Linked DNA regions of Nomascus leucogenys: region 1 is linked to region 2. A link is a contact called in public Hi-C data. All regions are on one chromosome and are shown on one strand. Each heading gives the region's core, a stretch centred on a gene start, on an enhancer-like site or on the middle of the called end of the contact. The rest is flanking DNA. Distances are from core to core; before and after follow the strand shown.

The links. Hi-C and Micro-C count contacts between places; a contact is called where the count stands out from the background.
Region 1: a contact with region 2 is called in a Hi-C map of a lymphoblastoid cell line, with 4 times the contacts expected there. The contact joins two enhancer-like sites. A contact is called at or near these places in 2 of 4 Hi-C or Micro-C datasets (a lymphoblastoid cell line and an unstated tissue).

The regions. Positions count from the first base shown.
Region 1 is chr13:30,082,726-30,089,015 of Asia_NLE_v1, forward strand. It overlaps CHMP4B (charged multivesicular body protein 4b), which reads right to left. Exons shown (of 5, transcript XM_003273540.3): 2 at 5,763-5,940; 3 at 3,347-3,461; 4 at 2,210-2,336; 5 at 91-964. The coding sequence ends at 900. Among named protein-coding and RNA genes, the nearest start is that of CHMP4B, 40 kb to the right of the region's middle. Within about 2 kb of position 2,171, the one cell type or tissue checked has an H3K27ac peak away from gene starts, as active enhancers do. A contact at or near this core is called in a lymphoblastoid cell line, where this site is marked.
Region 2 is chr13:29,870,594-29,877,343 of Asia_NLE_v1, forward strand. All of the region lies in intron 2 of RALY (RNA-binding protein Raly), which reads right to left. Among named protein-coding and RNA genes, the nearest start is that of EIF2S2, 53 kb to the left of the region's middle. Within about 2 kb of position 1,763, the one cell type or tissue checked has an H3K27ac peak away from gene starts, as active enhancers do. A contact at or near this core is called in a lymphoblastoid cell line, where this site is marked.

The DNA.
Region 1 (6,290 bases), core at 921-3,420, 210 kb after region 2:
CTTCCATGTTTCCAGACTCCACTGTACACCTTGCTGGTCTGGAAAGGGTCAGCTCCCGAGGCAAATGATAGATTAAACACAACAGCAAAGTATGAAAATTAATCGAGATATTTAATAGACAGTGCAAACCATAATTTCATCTGAATATAAATGTATGCACATGTTTCCAATGAGTTATCTATCAGTTATCACAAACAGCAACAAGGACCTTATAGCTATGTTAGAAAACTGTATAGCTGGAACTTAATTCTAACAATCTCACTTGCTCTCAAGAGAACACCATCCATTTCAAATCAATGTCACAAACTCCAGAAGAACAGGGGAGCAAGGGGGTGAGGAGTGGGCCAGGGTGGTAAACACAGGGCCAATACACAGGTGATGGACAGAAACACAGCTCTGGAGGAAATCAAAATCAGATGCATTATTACAGCTAAGGGCAAGGAAAAGCCTATGGCTTTTGAAAAATGACTTTTCTGCCAGTACCATACAAGTACACAAAGAGATGTGCGGCAAGTCAACTGACTTACAAGGACAGAGGCTACATTTCAGGTCATTTCAACTGCAACCGGTCGACTCTTTCCATTGAGGATTCAGCAGTGGAGTCAGTGTAGTCCAGAAGCTCAATGTTGGATTTGCAAATACAGTTTATTTTACAGAAATTCAACATTATAAACAGCAGGCACTTCCCACCCCGCCCGCCCCCCTCCCTCCCCCCCGTCCCCCCAGGTGCAGACCATGCTATGCAGAGAGTGAGCAGCAACGCGGCCCTACTGCTTTGGAGTGAGAGTCGAGAGTGATGGAACCTGCCTGCACCACATCCTGCCTGCCCCGCACACGCACACGCCTGCTCGCTGCGCAGGCCACCACAGTCTGTCTGGGCCCAGCCCGCGCTGGACCCGTTACATGGATCCAGCCCAGTTCTCCAATTCCTTCATGTCGTCATCCTCCTCTTCTTTCTTCTTGGCTGTGTGAAGACAGAAAAGGCTATTTAGGATGACTGGTGCGTTCAACATGTTCTGGCCAGAAACAAGGGCTGCCTGTGCTCCATGGTGTCTGTCAAACAGCCCTGCCCTGTGGCCAGCCTCCTCTCCAGGCTGTAGGCAGACTGCTCCTTGGTGCCTAAAAGCTGCAACATACAACTCTGGAAAACCAGGCACAGTTTGGCAGCACCCACCTTCCGCCTCCAGCAGGCCCAGACAAAACAAGGATTCTATACAGAGGCCCTCAGGATTCCCACGAGGCTTCAGTCCCAGAGCCTGCAAGGTGGGAGGAGAGTGGGAAGAACCCCACAAGAGATCTAATCCTTGCCAACCCCCAACTCCACCTCAAGTGGCTTGACCCATGGCCACACAGCTCCAGGAGGCTTGCTGGATGGCCTCTGCCTACACAGGACTCCAGGCAGCTGACTTTACTTGAGGGAGCCATTTCCTCTTTATACACGGGAGAGGGAGGTGACCACAGCTGGTCATGCACTGCCCCCAGGGTTCTCTCTCATGCCACATCAAATTGCCTCGCTTTTTCTAGAAGTTCTGTGTGGATTACTTCTACCTGGGGGTGAAATATTGTGCAAGGGGATGGGGGAAGGGAAGAAATGAAGGGAGGAAATGAAGGTTTTATAGAATCAGGTCTCTAAAGGAGTCAAAGCTGTTTCCTTCCCCCAGAGGCTGTCTCTAGGGGCCGGGGCTTTTGCAGGTGTGCACAGCACAGGATGCTAGAGAAGGGGAAAGAGCTGTCCTGGACTCACACTCTCACACATTCTCACAGTGCCTGGAACTTTCTCTTCTTTAGTGAAATAGGAAAAATCATTCTAGAAAAGAGGCTCTCAACTGGGGGTGATCCTCCCAACCCCTACCAAGGGACATTTGGCCATGTCTAAAGATATTTTTGGTTGACATAACTCAGGGCAGTTTCTACTGGCATCTAGCAGAGGCCAGGGATGGTGCTGAACATCCACAGTGCACCGGACAACTCTGCCCCCACCCTCCATCTCTCGGCCCAGAGAGGTATCTGGCCATGTCCATAGCGTCAAGAAACCCTGTTCCAGAGAGAAACCAGAAAAAGCCAGGTGACACGGCCTCTGTGGCCACTACAATGGATCCTGTCTGGTTCTCAATCTTGGGCAAGCTCAGGACACAAACCAAAGCCAACCGACCACAAGATCACCCGCCACATGACCTCATGGGTGTATCATGACTCTAGAAGCACTCACCGGGTTTTGATGGTAGGGCTATAGAGGGAACATTTGGTAGAGGGACTGTTTCAGGTCCACTGATTTCCAGCAAATTCTTGTCTAGTTCCTCCTGTTCTAGTTCTTCTAATTCCGCCATGAGCTCATCCTAGTAAAAGGAAACACAAAGTGAGTGCCCTCCCTGGGAATCCCAGCCCCCACGGTCATGCCTCCTACCTAATGCTCATGGAGACACACACCCCTCTGAGAAAGTCTGCGGGGAGGTGAACTCCAGGTTCCAGACCCTGTGATTCAAATATCCTAAAGCAGCTTCTACTGGGGAACGTATCACTGCTGCACATGACTGATGTAGACCTCTGGTGTCCTGCACTAGACCGTGAGCATCTGGGAGAGGGGATTGTTTCTTTGCTTTCCTATTTCTTTGGCTCAGAGCTGGGCACACAAGTGAATGCTCAGAAATGTTTGCTGATTTGAAATGAACTTGACTCATCCATTAAACTCCAGTGTAAAAACACGAAAACCCTGGTGTTGAGAGCCAAAGGTAAGAGCTGCAGGCTGTTTTCTTGGTTATACAGCAGGGGTCAGAAGGCACAAAGAAAGGTCCAGCAGAAAGGACCTGACCTCCAGGAGACACAAATCTAGCACACAGTGAAGTACCTTCAACAGGGGCTGGTACCGTATTTTAAAAACCTAAGAGACTCAAGGTCCCAAATTGCTACAGCAGAAACTGGCAGGTGGCCGAGATCCAGACAGATACCCCAGGTCAGGGGTAAGTGCCCCCTCCTTGCTCTACCTTTCCCTCATGCTGGAGCTGTCTCAGGGCAAATCCTGTGAACTTCTCCAGGGCATAGTCATCTCTGCTGCCCAGCTCTGTGCCAGGGCCCACCCTGGAAAGGTGCAGGCTAGCTACTTGTTCAAATCAGTTAGTGACCTGAAGCCTGCTGTAGGGTCCTGATGAATGTTCCTTTACTCTACCTAAGCTTCTACCCCAAATAGGGAAAGTGTCCCTCAAAATGTAGAATTCAGGGAGGGTTAACACCATGCCCTGTCTCTGTCCAACTCCAAATGCTCCCTGCCTGAGAGCCTTCAAGAGCACATCAAGGGACAGCCTCAGGGTGTCATTTGTGAAGCTTATGGGATCTGTACAAAACTACTCACCTCGTCAAACTCTTCTCCAAACCCTACAGGTTTTGAAATTGCTGTTGAAATCTCCTCCGCAAGTTCTTGCTGGTCAGCAATGTCCTGCATTAACTCATCAACTTTATCGATGTCCCTTTAAATAAAATGGACAGGTATCATATCGATTGATTAGGCTGTGTAAAGAAGGCCTGAAAGGCAAGGCAGGAGCAGAAACTGGGCCCCACACAATCAGCTTCCCAGCCACACCCCCTGCAATGACTCCCTGTGAGGGGTTACTTGGCATTACTGCCTCCTCCCCTTTAAAATAGAGAATCATAGACTCAAGGGGATGGGAATGTCTTTAAGACACTACCCAGTCCAACACCCTATAGGTGGCACTATCAAGGTCCTACATGCAAATTAGTAAAGGTATCAGATAAGACTGCAGGGCTTTAACTCCTGGGCCAATAGCTCTTTTTCAAGTCCAAGGGTAACTCTGTACAGGGGGAAGTAAAAGCACAAATCACAGAAGACAGCCATGCCGTCTAATGGGCCTTCCATCTACTCAGTCCACCTATGGATCCTCTAGGACCCCAAAGGAAAGGCAAATTCTGCAAATATGCAGAATTTTCTTCTACACACTGACAATCACATAAACCTTTATTTACTCAAGCCAATATATACACATATACGTCAACATTTGCACAGTATTTAATGAGCTGCACTCTGCTAGGTTTCTAGGAGAACACAGAAATGAGGCATATATGGTTCTCATTCAAGCAGCTTGGTCCAATGAACATCCACCCTCAGACAAAACCTCATTTATTTGAAAGCTACTTCTCCTGCAACCTCACATTTCTAAAGCAAGATCAGCAAGCTTTTTCTGCAAAGGGCCAGATAGTAAATACTTTAGAATTTACGGCCAGACAGTCTCTGTTGCAAATACTTAACCCTGCTGCGTAGCACAAAAGCTGCCAGAGACAATAAGTAAATTAAGGGGCATGAGTGTATTTCAATAAAACTTTTAAGGCCAGGCAGTGACTCACACCTGTAATCCCAAAACTTTGAGAGGCCCAGGAGGGAGGTTCACTTGAGGCCAGGAGTTCGAGACCAGTCTGGGCAACACAGTGAGACCCCATCCCTACAAAAAATTTTAAAAATTAGCCAGGCATGATGTCACACACCTGTAGTCCTAGCTAGTCAGGAGGCTGAAGTGGGAGGATGGCTTGAGCCCAGGATTTTGAGGGTGCAGTGAGCTAGGATTGGGCCACAGCATTCCAGCCCAGGGGACAGACACAGCAAGACCTTGTCTCAAATAATAATAAAACTTTATTTACAAAAATAGATGGCAAGCCCAGAGGGTGCATTTTCCCACCCATTGGACAGCACAGCTGAGTACCCAAAAGGAAGCAAAAAAGGCTCCTAGCACCCCCAAATATATGCTGCCAAATCTAAGCACTACGACAAATGCAGATTTTCTAACTTTTTTTTTTTTTTATTGAGATGGAGTCTCATTCCGTCGCCCAGGCTGGAGTGCAGTGGCGCAATTTTGGCTCACTGCAACTTCCGCTTCCTGGGTTCAAACGATTCTCCTGCCTCAGCCTCCAGTAGCTGGGATTACAGGTGCATGCCATGACACCCAGCTAATTTTTGTATTTTTAGTAGAGATGGGGTTTCAACTATGTTGGCCAGGCTGGTCTCGAACTCCTGACCTCAGGTGATCTGCCTGCCTCAGCCTCCCAAAGTGCTGGAATTACAGGCATGCGCCACCTCGCCCAGCCCAAATGCAGATTGTATTCATGAGAGAGGCCTTCATTTGGAGCCTCCTTACCTTGGCCTTTAGTTACAACTGTAACAAGCTTGGTTATCTAGTTTCTTAGGCCACGGCCATGAGAGGTAGCCATGTAGGGGAAGAAGGACTGCTGAGGGCAAGATCACTGTCAATATGACAGCTACAGCCAGAGAGCAAGGGAGGAGGCAGAAAACGCCATCAAAAGCAGACATAGGAACAGACAGATCCAAAGCTCTTGGATGAACCACACATTTCAGGGCCCCTGACAGCATCAGGGAAAAATCATGGGCACCGATTGTAATCCCAGTTCTAGCCAAGCTCCCATGTCACACAGGGCAAATCAGCTTCCCTCTCTGGGACACAGCTTCCCCACCTTCACATTCACAGGTCTGGACAAAAGGACCTTCTAAAGGCCTTTCCAGCTTGAAACTATGCTCATCACAATAACCCTGAATTACTCAGAAAGTATTTTTGCATCCCATGAGATCTACTTCCAAAGGCACATCATCCATTTTCGGAGTTCCAAAAAAGAATAAGAATTAAAACAAACTTAGGTGCTCGAATAGGTAAGTCAAGGGATCCGTCTGCCCAAAGCCATGGCCTGGGTACGAGGCATTCTGGGACTAGCACTGAACTGTGGCGCAGGGGCGGGTGGACACGTACATGTTGTCATGGGCCGCCTTCATGGCCTTGGCGGCATAGCCCATGTTCTTGAGCACCTCGGTGTTGGTGTTGGCATTCTCCAGGGCCTCCCGCTGGAACTCGATGGTTGATAATGTGCCGTCGATCTGCGCCAGCTGCTTCTCATACCTCTTCTTACGCTTCAGTGCCTGGAGGGCCGCTACGTGAGGGGGAAAACAGGGTTTCAGAGAGTCCCGGCACAGGGTGAGGTTCTAGCGTCACTGAGTCTTTTCCCCAACTCTACTGGAAGCACCTCTGTTGTTGCTTCCACTATAGCAGAGGGTTCATAAATTCTACACAAAGAGCACATTCAATTTTCTACAAAAACATAAAATTCACATACCTCAAAACACGGCCAGTAAACAAGCACACAAGCCAAAGTTCAACCCTCGGGTAACCACACACACACACAAATCAAAGCATGGACAGCCACCCGAGGAAGAAGATGCTCTGGGGTCAAACTCCCTTAGGGTCAAAGCCCAGCTCACAGACCCAGGTGAGCTACTTGGC
Region 2 (6,750 bases), core at 513-3,012:
CAAGCCTGGAAATGGCAGAGGTAGGATGAATATGTGCAAGACCAGAGCTGATCTCATAATCTTGGTCCAGAACAGCTTCAAAACTGGGCATGCCCTGTTATCTGCCTGGAGGTCAGTTTCTTCCTCTACCTCCTAACACTGATCCTTTGAGCATAAACTCACAGGGCCTAGCTGAAGGCATATCTCAAGTCCAAGAGCCAATCAGCACTTGCTGTGAGCTCTGGGGATGGCCCCCGCCCCCTTCCTACGCCTTAAGAGTTGGCTCTTCACAGTGATAATGTGGCAAGATTAGTCACTGCTTGCTGTTGGTTGATTATAGCTATTCTTTTCTGTAAATGAAGTTTAAAAGTCATCAAAGGGTTTGTCAGCTGTGACTTACGAGCCTCTTTCCCACAGGGAAGTCAGGCAGTGACAAATGCCCGTCTTGTTTTGCCATCCATTACAAGTTGGAAGGCACCATGTTCCAATTACTGGAAACCCCGATGGAGCTCAAGGAAAACCCTGCTCCAGGCTATGGCCATTACTCAGGCCTGGCAGGGCTGCCATAGGCCCAGGCCCAACTGGGTAGGAATGGAATAAGAGTGTTCTTCTGATTTTGTGAGCAGGCCCCTTCTACCCTTTAACTTGCGTTATCCCTGATGGTTTATCCTAGACACATTTCACAGACAAAAACATGGGTACCATGTGGGCTGTCTGAAAGTATGCAGGATCAAGACTGCTTACGACAGGCAGACATAAGCAAATAAGGTCATGCTGTCCTATGAACTAGGTAGGAAATATGATGTTGAGGAAGGGTGGAGAAGGCAGAGAATAAAGTATGTAGGATGCTCAGAGAAAGTAGAGAGTAAAAGGAGGCTTACAGATCCTCTAGAGTAACCAATGGCCTCAGTACTGAATACTCACTATATGTCAGGCCTATCTAGCTAGATGCTGTGGAACCAGAGATGAATAAAGTCCCTGGTTCCTAGGATATGCCACATGATCTAGGGAATAAAAACCTATGTCATGTGGCATATCCTTGAGGGTGAATAAGAAAAAATTAAGTCTCAGAGAAAGGGACTTGCCCAAGGTAACAAAGTAAGTTAGGGACAGTGATAGAAAAAGAAAGCAGATCTCTACCATTTGTGATACAGAGAAAGTACAGTGACAAGTGAGCCCTCATGTGGAACAGGCTCCTTACACAGAACATGCCACAAAACTCCCATTCAAATCCTACCTACTTGCTTACTTACCACACCTTTGACCTCTGGCAAGTCCTATAACCTAGTCAAAGTTTCAGAAAACTTACTACAGAATTGTGGAGAAGATTAAATAATACACATACAGTGCACAGCAGTAGGCAAATCTTAAGTACTCAAAATATTATTTACCATCAAATAATCCCCAAAACAGTACTCTGAGGCAGGTATTATTAATCTCATAATCAAAAGACTGAGGTTATTTTTCACACTGTCACACTAACTTAATAAGTCAGTACTTCTCAAAACTATTTGTGGTGAAGAACCAGTTTTTTTCTTTTGTTTTGCTTTTTAAACTTCACTTTGAATAACACAGCTCTAAGCCACTCTTGCCCAACCATGAACTTCTATGAAACCAAAGCAAAGAAAACATGAAGTTTACTTCATTTCTTTCCAAGTCCTTGAGCCTGATTGTTTTTAGACATTGGTGTCAGACTAATTTACAAAAACTATCCAATTTTTTTCCTTTTCTTGTCTCTCTCTTAAGAGAGAAGGGGATAGGCAGACTAAGGACTTGCCACCAAACACTTCTAGTGGTGATTTATCTTGGTCTCTGCTCTATGTCATGCTACATCCTGCAAGAGAAGACAATCTAGGCTTAATGGGGGACTGGAACCACTTTCCTGGAGCCTGGGGGTATATTCCTGAAGAGTCTGGTATTCCAGACCCTCTCTCCATACTTTGACGAACACCAGGAAACCAGACAGGAAGGTGAAAGGGAGAAGAAAACGTTTTCTCATTTTCTGTCTTGTATCATGGCTGTTTACAAACCAGTCTTCTCTCTCCATCTAGGGAGTTGAGAGGAATGGACAACAGATTCATTCCTGAATGCTACTGTACTTACCTAAGACTATGACTGGGCAAATTGAGTAGCTCTTAACCAGTGTTCAAAGGCACAATACTGCACCCTCAATCTTCCATGTGCGCGGTCAAATTTTCATCAGTGTACAAAACTGCTTTTTGCTTTGAGCTTATGTAGTGTTATCTTTCAGCATAACTCAGAGCTGAGTGGGTCATATGACACAGTGTAGAGAGAGGTAAAGCTTGCTGTGTGTAGGAGTTAAATACATGGCTTGACATCAAGCAGGAGCCAAAGCCTGAATCCTTCCTCCTGTGTGATAGGACATGGAATGTCGTCAGGAGAGAACTGAAACCAAATGCCTTCACTCTGTTACTGAACTGGCTATGACATGACCTTTGCGAAGTGTCTATCTTACCTGTAAGATGGAGATAGCAATACATATCTCTAGGGTTGTCAGAGGATAAAATAATTCACGTAAGCATTCAGAACAGTGTCCAGCACATCAGACAGCAGGCGAATCTATTAGCTCCTGCTGCTACAGGTTGAGTATTCCTTATCCAAATGCTTGGGACAAGAAGTATTTCAGATTATAGATTTTGGAATATCTGCAGATACTTAACTGGCTGAGCATCCCTAATCTGAAATGCTCCAATGAGCATTTCCTTTGAATGTGATGTTGGCACTCAGAAAGTTTCCAATTTTGGAGAATTTTGGATTTTCAACTTATGGATGCTCAACCTCAATTATTATTGTTGTTGTTGGAACCTGCAGTAACTTCCATGTGAGTACAAAAGAGAAGGTGGTCAGTTCTAATGGAATATTAACCTAGAGCTGAACTGTGATCAAGGAAAAAAAATACTATCACGGTGGATGCAATAAAGTCTCTTCAAGTGTGTCACCAAAACTCTAGTATTTGGAAATGTGCCTTGAACATAAAAGGAAAGACAAGAGTAGGTACTTACTAAGTGCTGAATGAATAAATAAATGAGCATCTGGAACAATGCAGCTGCCAGAGCTCATAAGGAATACAACTTGAGAAATTAGGTGGAAGACGATGCTAAGCAAAGGTTCCCACCAAGGCCTCCTTGTGCTCTGAGGACCCGCTAGAGCAGATTGGGCTCCCCTGCTGGGCAACAGGGTCCCAGGGGCTGGTATTTCAAGAAGCCCCCAGTTGCTCACTATTCGGTATCTCTGATGGAACTCCTACATTCCGTGGCTGCTGTATTCTGAGTAAGAGTGCAGAAGGCTGTGCCATGGTAGTGCATCCTGTCCTCAACTCCCAACCTGTATGAGAGGGAGGCTTAACTCCTACCACAACAGGCATAGCTCTAAGTTAAAATAGTAATGGGGGCTTATTAGCTTTGGAGTCCTCCTTGCCTGTAGAGCGCTGGGGCCTGAATCCCGTGTCTACTAGCTGTATGACCTGGAAAGGCACTTGACTTCTCTGAGGTTCATAGTTCCCCACCTGTAAAACGGGGATAAAAATCCTTGTAACACAGGTTGTGGTGAGGTTTCAAAGGAGATAACATGCTCTGTTACCTGAGATGTGCCACATAAGCATAGACAGGAATATTCACAGGACGGATAGCTGCTGCAGGTCTTCCTAGACAGAGGCACCCAAGCAGGAAGCCAGTAGGCTGGAAGCAAGGGCTGGATGGTGCACAACTCAGCACTCCAGCCAAGTGCTGTGTCCCTCAGGTATCAGGGCAGTTGATTAAAATCCTTTCATGCAGAATCAGTATTTTCCTCATTACAACAATCCTTCTCCTTGAACACACTGAATGGCACCCCTCAAAGCCCCAAAGGCTTGACCCTATAAGACAGCATATGCATCAACATGTATTTTAAATTTCTCACATTCAGACAGGGGAAGGAAGGAAGAGGTGACTTCTCTCCAGGGTGCTGATCCAAACATAACTTACGGCTCTAAGCATCATTTCCCACAGTGCCACGTTTGGTCTAAAGGGGACCACTGAGAATGATGCCACAGTCACAGCCACTCTGCCTTTGTCTCCCTGGTAACAACGTTAACTCCACAAACATTAATAAGCATCTGCCTCCTGTGTAATCAATCAAGTGTGCCCCTGCCACCTCCTGTTTAAAATCCTTCAAGGGCTTCCCACCATAAAGAATCAAGTTCAAATCCTTTAATGTGGCTTACAAGCCTCTTCACGAGTTAAGGCTACCAAATCTATACACAACAATCCTCTGAGTGGTTATATGTCATTCACTTTATAAATGAGTAAACCCTAGTGGGTTTAAATCCAGGATCAGCACTTACTAGCTGTGTGACCTTGGACATCTCATTAAACTCCTTGAGCCAATGTTCTCTATTAGGCAAACCCTAGTGCAGAGAGTAAACCCTAGCGCAGAAAACATGCCCAAGGTCAGAGAGTGAACATGTCAATGTGAAATGGGTTCTTCCAAAGGGATGAGTATCATACTCCAAAGGATAGACTCAAGTTCAAAATCACCTTTTCTTAGATTAGTCATTGAGAGGTAAGTATGGGGATAGGGCATTGTATGGTTCAGGTGAACCCTTCCTTTCAGAGCAGCTTAGACACTGTCCCTTGTTTGAGGCTGCCACCCTGACCCCTCTCTCACTCCCACAGCAGCAGCATCATTAATAAACTTGGTGTAATGAACAAAATGTTCATTAGCATGTAATATGGTATACATATGCATGCTTATGTCCAAGAGGCCCTGCTACCATAAGCCAAGCATCAAACAAAAGCTAACCAATGAACCACTGCAACTTCACAAAAAACAGCCCTCAAAACGACAGGTATAACACACCCAATGCCCAGTGAACTTCTAAACTAATCAATTCAACTGATCATGATAGAAGCAGCTTTGGTATCTATGGTCTTTCCCCCTTCTCATTGTCTTAGAAAGAATTAACCCTTCCTGGCCCCCTTCCCCTCAAAAAAGGAGGTGCTACACTAAACAAGCTTCTACACTGCAACTGGTTAAAAGAAAAAAAAAGTTTCTCCAAAACTGTAATAGGCGTCTCAGCTGCAGGAGAAAGGGCATGGCTTTGGACAGAGACAGAACAAGGTTTAAATCCAGGATCAGCCACTTACTAGCTGTGTGACCTTGGATATCTCATTAAACTCCTTGAGCCAATGTTCTCTATTAGGCATATACGTTTCCCCCACATACTGTTATTCACCACACCCTCCTCATTTGGCCTCAATATTTTTAGAATGTAGCCCCCCTCTCTCCATTCCTATTACCATTCTTTAAATAGTCCTCTACTGTCGCCAGAGTAATATTACCATATCATTTCTTTGTTTAAAACAGGTTAAGATCAGAGTTTTTTTTTTTTTTTTTGAGATGGAGTCTCACTCTGTCGCCCAGGCTGGAGTGCAGTGGTGCCATCTCGGCTCACTGTAAGCTCCGCCTCCCAGGTTCACACCATTCTCCTCCCTCAGCCTCCAGAGTAGCTGGGACTACAGGCGCCCGCCACCATGCCCAGCTAATTTTTTGTATTTTCAGTAGAGACAGGGTTTCACCGTGTTAGCCAGGATGGTCTCCATCTCCTGACCTCGTGATCCGCCTGCCTTGGCCTCCCAAAGTGCTGGGATTATAGGCGTGAGCCACCACACCTGGCTGGTTTATTTTAAAATTCTTAACCAATAATTTGGGTAAGAATTTGTGCTATTATATTGAGTATGTTTATTATTTGAAATTACCATATGAAATCATCTAACCCCCACCCCTTTATGGGACATAACTGTTAGCATGTTCGTGTATTTCCTTCCAGTGTTTTTCTTGCACATTATGTTTGGATTACATGGTTAGATAACTCATTCAACTCTGTAGCCTAATTTTTTCAATTAGCATTATAACACATTTATTACATATATTATAGCATATTTGTCCTTACTGCCGCATGGTTTTTGGTAAGCATCATTTTTTACACTGCTGCTTTAAAAGCTCATGGTTTTCCCTGAGTAGATTTATCATAGTTTAGATTGGTGGTCTTTTAGGCTTTTTCCAATTTCTCACTATTATAAACAATAGCATCTGAGGGAAAGCTTATTGTATAAACTAGATTATTTCCTTAGGACAGACTCCCGGAAGTGGAATGACTGGTCAAATATATGGACATTTTATTGGCTCTGGCAACACATTGCTTAACTGCTTTCCAAAAGTGTAATACCAATTTACACTGTTATCTCCAATGAATGCCACTTTCATGGCAACCTCGCAGCATCATGTATTACCACATTGGGCAGGTGGTGGGTAGGGAGAGCAGAGTTGAATTAGTAGGGAAAATCAAATCCTCATTATTGTTTTCATGTATATGTGAAGATGTATAGTCTACTGTGTTTACTAGTTTTTGAGTCTACAAAGTTTTGAGTGCCATGAAGTTACTGTAGGTTCCTACGTAGAGGAATAACATGCTAAAAAGATCTACTCATTTATCAAAAAATCATTTATTGTCCACCTATTACTGCCAGACACTGTATAAAAGTACAGAGGTTAATAAAGTACAATCTCCCCCCTGGAAGAATTTATAGTCCAGTCAGTGGTGGAGACCTCAAGAAAACCAGAACCTATGTTTCATCTTGATGAGGTCTATGACAGGAGCAACTAGGAACTTGGAGGCATGTCAATTACCTAAGGGACAGAAAGAAAGGGAGAAGACTCAGACAAGAAGAGTCATTAATAAGTTCCAATCTTGTCCTGAAGGATGAGTTGAAG